Regions from separate parts of the Bombyx mori genome. Here region 1 is linked to region 2. A link is a contact called in public Hi-C data. All regions are on one chromosome and are shown on one strand. Each heading gives the region's core, a stretch centred on a gene start, on an enhancer-like site or on the middle of the called end of the contact. The rest is flanking DNA. Distances are from core to core; before and after follow the strand shown.

Evidence for each region. Hi-C and Micro-C count contacts between places; a contact is called where the count stands out from the background.
Region 1: a contact with region 2 is called in a Hi-C map of middle silk gland, with 2.3 times the contacts expected there. The contact joins the promoter of LOC101744544 here to the enhancer-like site in region 2. A contact is called at or near these places in 3 of 7 Hi-C or Micro-C datasets (middle silk gland, posterior silk gland and whole pupa).

Annotation. Positions count from the first base shown.
Region 1 is chr24:5,855,126-5,858,789 of ASM3026992v2, forward strand. It overlaps LOC101744544, which reads right to left and starts at 2,086. Exons shown (of 11, transcript XM_038020080.2): 1 at 1,823-2,086. The coding sequence starts at 1,877. It overlaps LOC101736511 (nucleosomal histone kinase 1), which reads left to right and starts at 2,192. Exons shown (of 6, transcript XM_062675686.1): 1 at 2,192-2,394; 2 at 3,369-3,655.
Region 2 is chr24:5,788,327-5,792,017 of ASM3026992v2, forward strand. All of the region lies in intron 1 of LOC101744544, which reads right to left. Among protein-coding and RNA genes, the nearest start is that of LOC101744544, 67 kb to the right of the region's middle. Within about 2 kb of position 2,250, at least 8 of the 8 cell types and tissues checked have open chromatin away from gene starts, as enhancers often do.

The sequences.
Region 1 (3,664 bases), core at 836-3,335, 67 kb after region 2:
CCCTTTGCGGCCAAAGTAAATCATTTTGTGTCGAAGAAAATTGTAATACGTTTATGTATCTGCCATCTATATTTTAGAAACCGGCAACACAGACGCATTTTATGCAATGATGCATTAACTTTTTTTTTGGGGTTCAAAGTTTGTTGGCAAAGTTCTCAAAGAAATAATTTGGTCACTCTTTTTTAGTGTTACTTTGTTTTACTTTAATAGTGTTAACAATACCCAATTAAATCGATTTTCGACATCTCTCTTAGTATATTATAGTTAAATTAACTGAACTGACTGAATACGTTATTTTTAATTTATTTACACACATTACACATTTGCGTAACTTTTTTTGAAGTTATGATCGTGTAAAATTATTTGATTCCGTAGCCGATGTAAATTATATCCATCTGTCGGTCACGAAATTTGAAACCTTTAGGTGGCATTTGGGACAGAAAAGTTTGCTTATTATAGTTTCTTCAATGTAAACAATACATGAGCTTGTAAAATCATTTTTCAAATGCCTAATGGCTGTTTTGGCTTCCACTGCTCGTATCAAACTATAATTTTGATGATGATTTTTTTAAAGTCTTTCATTAACTTGATGTATGAACGTTTGTCTGTCTGTTGTAAAAATAGTTATAATCATAGATAATACACATAAATTAGTGTTTTAATAATGTTTACGAATCGCGAAAAGCGAGAATCATTCTGGTTCTGAATCATACTTGATTGATTTTTTTTTTTTTCGTTGGTATCACTATTAAAACCAAAGATATAAATTGTGTTTTTTTATATAAATAAGATTAAGGGAAGCTTTTCATTAATGGCACAAACCAGTTCCATTGTTGCTCACTTTTTTATCACAAACGCATGCCACAGATAACAAGAATCATTATCTCGAGTACATACACACTTATTTCAAAGTAAATAATCATAGTTACAGGTACTCTCAACTAATGAGTTATTACGGATGGAAATTTACAAGAAAAAACTTATAAGGTACTGGGCTCTTGGATTTCTATTTTGCGTAAAATAGTAAGTATGGGTATAATTAAATTATTAGTAAAATGGTATTCTTTTATTTACTCTGCTATTCCGTTTATTGTATTTTTACTCAGACAAAGGTTTTTCAAAATTTCACTTTAATTGGTAGTGAGAAAGTTACAAGCTCCGTATTCATTTCAGTTTCAAATCACACCTATAAAAAATGTTGTAGTCAAGTCTATTTTTTTGACATTAATTGTCAAAAAAATAGACGTCACGCTATCCGTACAACGATGTATTTCGTAATTTTAAAGTTAATAAATATTATGTTTAAAATCCCTAATAAATAAAAATTAATTATTTATTATTAAAAATTAATAAAAGCCAAGAATTTATTACGTATCGATTATCGCGAAGTAAAAAAAAGTTATCATTAAACCTACTAGTATTTCTATTTTCATGCAATGCGATATGTTAAAAAATCAGCACTAGTTACATGTTACATTGAATATTAAAACACTGACTTAATCCTAGATATAGACATAGCGTATTAAAACACTAATACCTAGGTACTAACTTTATGTTAGTATGCCTACCTATTCTTTTTAACTTATATTTTCTACTACATACTACCTAATACTGAGAATAATAACTCATAAAAAAGTCGTTACAAACTAGAAAAAGGAAATAACCCCGGTAAGTAACTAAGTAGTGGTGTAATTAAAACTGATAAGATTTCAATAAGATTTAAAACTGGAACAAGTATCAGTAAATATATTTAAATTGTCATGTAAGTTATCAGAAGATATAAAAAAAAACTTGCAACCAAATCAATGAAATAAATACGAACCAAAAAAATCCTCCCAGGTCATAGAATGGTCTGAATCACCGTTACCAATATCCATCTTCGTGCACTCAATACAGACAACATAACATAGATTATGATACCTTTGAAATTATTACATATAAAAAAAAACAAGAAAAACAAAACACAGATTAGTTTTATTTATCACAAAACACATCTCATTTTGTTTATTTGTTGACAAGCGTAAACATCGCGAGCTGCGGCCGGAGCGAGGGACGCGGCCTCACGGTCAGCTGTGAATTAGCGAGTGAATGAAACGCCAGTAGGTAGGCACGGTAATGTAACTGTTGGCAGTATAACTAACTATATACATTCAAACACAGCGCGGTCATTGTGTACACAGGGGCCCATTGCACTGAACCTACATGAGTAAGTAGTATATTCTCGATTCGAGGCAGTAGGAATACGTTAATTTTGTGCGACGCTATGGCGCCACACCATATTGAGTGTAGTAAATTCTAAAACGTATGCAGTAGGAAAACATAGTGTCAATTTTGTTAATGTTTTGTGGTAGCATCGTACCGTACCGTAAATTTAAATTTCTAATACATATTAATGTATGTTTACAAGTTAAGATACAAATATCAAAAATAATACTACTTAAGTACATATATATAATTTCTGAAAAAAAATTGTGTCAATTAAACGTGCGGTTTTAATTCAACAAAACGATACAGAAAAATAGAAATATATAATAGAAATAGCATATTTCTGTCGTTAATTCTTTAGTCTTTCGTTCCAATATTTGCTTTGCTAGAAGCGAATAATTCTTAGTACTTGGCAGTAGCTTTCTGTTGGTATCGCCATCTCTTCAATTAATCCAGATTTTCACGCTGATTGTGATGCTAATGCAGAACAACCACTCTGAAAGCTATTCAAGTAAGAAGAGCGAGCGCCTTAATGCGTGGAAACTGTTTCATTAATCATGCGTTTTTGAATTAACGTCATAATACGAACCAGCTTAACGCCATTGGTATTTAAATATTAAGTGTATTATTAATAGTACTTCTTATCTATGATTGATATATATTAGTATGTGTAAATGTTACCTTGCTCATCTAATGATATATCGTAGGATATGACATCTATTGTCGACATTAACACAACTTCGAATAAATCCCGAAGGTAAACTGCTAGCGAATTTCAAGATGATATCAAATAATTGTTCAAAATTATTTAACGCTCAGGAACAAGAAATCCACAGAATGATTTTCGAAAAAATAAAAATAAAATATAGTGGTTTAGGCGTTCGACTATTAAGTAAAATCGACTACAATTAACATTTGATAGAGCTGACCAAAAATTTTATAAATAAATTAAGCTCATTATATCGAAAAGGAAATATTGTAAATTAAGCACATCTAATGTTGAAAGTAATTATTTTAATGTTCCCAGTGCTGGTAAATCCTCCTTTTGACAGCCGACTTTACTTTAAAGAGTGAATAAAGTGGCATTAAAATTGTAATTCTAAATTTATTTTGTATTCCCTAATTATATTTCCTAAATTAGTACATCGTCTTTGTTATTATAGTGGATACTACCAAGAAAGTGAGTATTTTTTAAAGTACAACGGAACTAAGATTGCTAAAAAGTCGAGATATAAACGGCCATTCGTAAAATAATAAAAAAAACACTAACAACATGGCTGACGATCAATCAGTTGTTATTTCTGCTGAAATGATATTGTAAATTTAACGGAGTACGTCAAGTTTACATGACTAAGAATTTAGTAATGAATGAAAATTTCCTGAAAGTGATTCATTATTAACAAATAAAGTAACTAACGGGACATTACGGACTGAATTCATAAACATTCAGGTAAGATAG
Region 2 (3,691 bases), core at 1,000-3,499:
AACGGTTCTCTGTTACCTCTACTCTTACCTCTACCCTCCATACGTTAACAAATGAAGCAACTACGATAACCAATAGTTTCTAAACTATTAAAAAAAACGATTAAACACCCAATTGATTTGATCTTGTTTTAATCCTGTTAATACCGACCAGGGTATTAAAGCACTTATAACATTATTGTATTGTCGTCGGTCCTTGATGCGTGAACAAGTTATCAAGTTAATCTGACGTTTTTAAGTCGATGAAAATGACGTTCTAAGACCAATACGTGACAATAATATGTGACAATGACATAAGAGGCCGTCAACGCAAAAGTGGCCTAACCCACAATTCATATTCGTGCTTATGTATTGCAATTTATTTAAAACATAATAAATTTTGATGCATAATCGGCCTATCCCTAGTTCCATCCATAGATAATAGATGCCATTGTGAACATCATTATAGCGCGTATTTTTATGCCAACGAAGTATTGTAATGGTTAATTCGAACCTCATTATCTCCATACTAACTATGGTAAGATTTAGGCTACTTTTGCGCTGACGACCTCATATGCATACTCAAGCTAATAAAAACGAGTTAAAAATAGGAAGGATATTTCGCATACCCGTACCCGATAAAGATAGTCGAGCAGCCCTCCCTTGAAGAGTATTAAGATAAACATTATATTCATTTCAAGTGTAGTTAGTTCCAGAAACGTAAGCCAATACAGAAGGAAATATTAAAAAAAAAATATCACTTGTCATCTTTTGACAGGTTAGTAAAATGATTGAATAATGTTGTTTTTTTTTTAATTAACGCACTGGCAATATTGCAGCAATGCCTTGTGCTACTTTCGATGAGCAAAACCATCGAATAAGAATTGTTTAAATTCGCAACATAATGAATTTGTTTATTTTGTTAATAAATATATTTATTAACTACACTATGATTTTGTATACCTTGACGTACTTAATGCCTAAGACATTTCTTACTAAATCAACCGAAGGTTATGCAGAAATAATTATGGTAACCGGCGCTAGTGAATAAATTGAACAAATAAACACACAAAAGCACAAAATTCTAATAAAAGCAACAGAGACAAACATGAAAAACATAGGTACACGAAAACTGCAGAGTTAAAAGTCTCGGTAAAAATGGTGGCTTATTAACCGCTTAGTATCTATAAAAGTGTGCAAATGTGTGAAAATGACAAATAATAAATGGATAGTACATTTTAGGCTCTTCCAAAACCTATTAAGCTTCCAGAATATTCTTCCCTTTTTTTTCGGACAGTTTTTCATTTCATCACAATTCCTTCCATCTCATCCCATAATCAGTTAAAGATTTATCAGCTTCATTTCACTCTACTCTAATCCGTTTCGTATCCATTTATAAATATAAATATAGATTTGGCTTTAGAGAACAAAATGCAGACCTTAAATAAATTAAGACTATCTGCAAAAAAAAGGAATCGATTTGGCAAAAATATTTTCAGTATAGTTAATATTTTTATATATTAAATTTAATTTAAAAGTATTCAACCATCCACAGTCCCAACGTATGAGTCGGTGTGATAATAATTCTATTTTTATTCTTAATGTCTATGTCATTAGGCGATGTATTCTAAATCGTACTATGCATCTTCAAAACAGGGATTCCGTATATAACATTTTTATTACACGACTTTTATTTATAGGTTAACTTCTATTAAAATATGAATGGGGATAAACAGCTTTTAATTCAAACACAAAAACCCACCTGTCTGACTCACTATTCATTTCAAAACCGCAGTCACTATTTGGAATGATAAGAACACCAATAAATCGCAACCAAGTATCAACATATTTTTTAAACTTTACAACTGAACACACGCGAAGTTTATAATACTTAAAAAATAATAAAACAAAAATACAAAAGAACAACACACGTCTCTACCGCGTTACAAGCGATGATTCACTAAACAAGGCGAAATAATACCAATTAAATGCCACGATATTCCTACTATCAACTTAAAGTTATAGTCAAACGATTTCCAATTCTATCAGTCAAGACTTAAGAGCCAAACAAAAAATTAATTAATTAGGTTCACAAGAATACAAGCATGCTATTATAGTCTATAAAACTGATATTAATAAAGACTAAAGTAGCGTACACTTGCCCGGCTCAATAAATTTAGGTTACAAAAAGCACAAGCAATACGCGCCTTTATTTTCAATACGTTAAAAGATAAAATAATATTGTTTACCTTTGAAACTAGACAACTTGATTTGCAGTATTGAACTCTACATCATCGCGTTAAGGTTGAAAAATTGCAAGTGATTTTAATACTATCAGCTTATAAACATTTTATGAATGAAAGAACAAAGTGTAAACTTAAATAAATATACTTTAACATTTTTTCCCACGTTCCTAGCCTTATAAACATTTGTCAGGTAGACGTTTAGAAAAAATGCTTATACTATGTAGACATTAAAATTAATAACATTTTTTCTTTATGCTTAGATGGGTGAACGAGCTCACAGCCCTCATGGTGTTAAGTGATTACCGAAGCCCATATACCTACCTTGAGATATGAGTTCTAAGGTCTCAGTTTTTACAATACAACGGCTGCCCCCCCCTTCAAACCGAAACGCATCACTGCTTCACGGCAGAAATAGGCAGGGTGGTGGTACCTACCAGTGCGGGTTCACAGCATGCCCTACCACCATTAAACTCAGATCTAAGATTCAATCAATGTCATCTATTTTTTTTTTCATCGAGTGAGCAAAGAAAACCGAAAGAGAAGGTTCTAGATACGAGGCGTATGATTTTAGTATTAAGTTACGAACATAACACCGTACAAGCACAAAAGTGTGCCATTATTAATTCCGTCTAATTAGGCCACACGGTTGATTGACCTTACAATTTTGACCCTATTTCCTGACGAGTAAATTCAAAAACAATTCTAACAAAATCTTCTAAAAAGATTCGCTATGACGTATATGCATTATGACGTTTGAAAACAAAGAGACAAAATAAGGCAAAGGAAATGTTAAACAGAAATCATTAACATTTTTATAAATAAATAACAAAAAAAAATAATTAAAACCTACAAAGAGAACTACTTGGGAGTTCTGTCTGAGTCATTGTTATTGATGACGTAACGTTTACATACTTACACGTGAATATAGGAAATATTTGTATGAAGTGTTTTACATTCCGTTCCTCATGAGGATTATTATTCTAAGTTTTTTTTCCACGTACAACCACGTGTACACGAACTCACTGAGTTTTTTTTTGACGTTTCCGATCCGGTGGTAGATTCAGCGAAGCACTGGCTCTTGCTAGGGCTAGTTTTAGCAATTGCTTTCAGGTTGAGCCGCGTGAGCTCACCTACCAAAGCGCGCGTAGCAAGAATAGTCCATCGATGCTACCAGCGATTAGATAGGAGGAAAGGTCTATTAAAAATGCGTTTCCACTTCATAGTACGGTGGTGATGAAGAGGTTTTTGTTTATTGTGATTAAGGATTTTCTTTAAATGCTTTATAAAATGTTCAAAAATAATCGTATCTTTTTCAGTTAAAGAATTCTAATTTGTTTTTTTGGAACAAATTTGAGTTAACTTTTACTAAAACGCCGCTATAGTACGCAACTACGTAGAACATAGCTTAGTTGGGTGATTGATAAAAAAAAATCTAATTTGTCCTACAAGCCCATAGACACAGCACACTG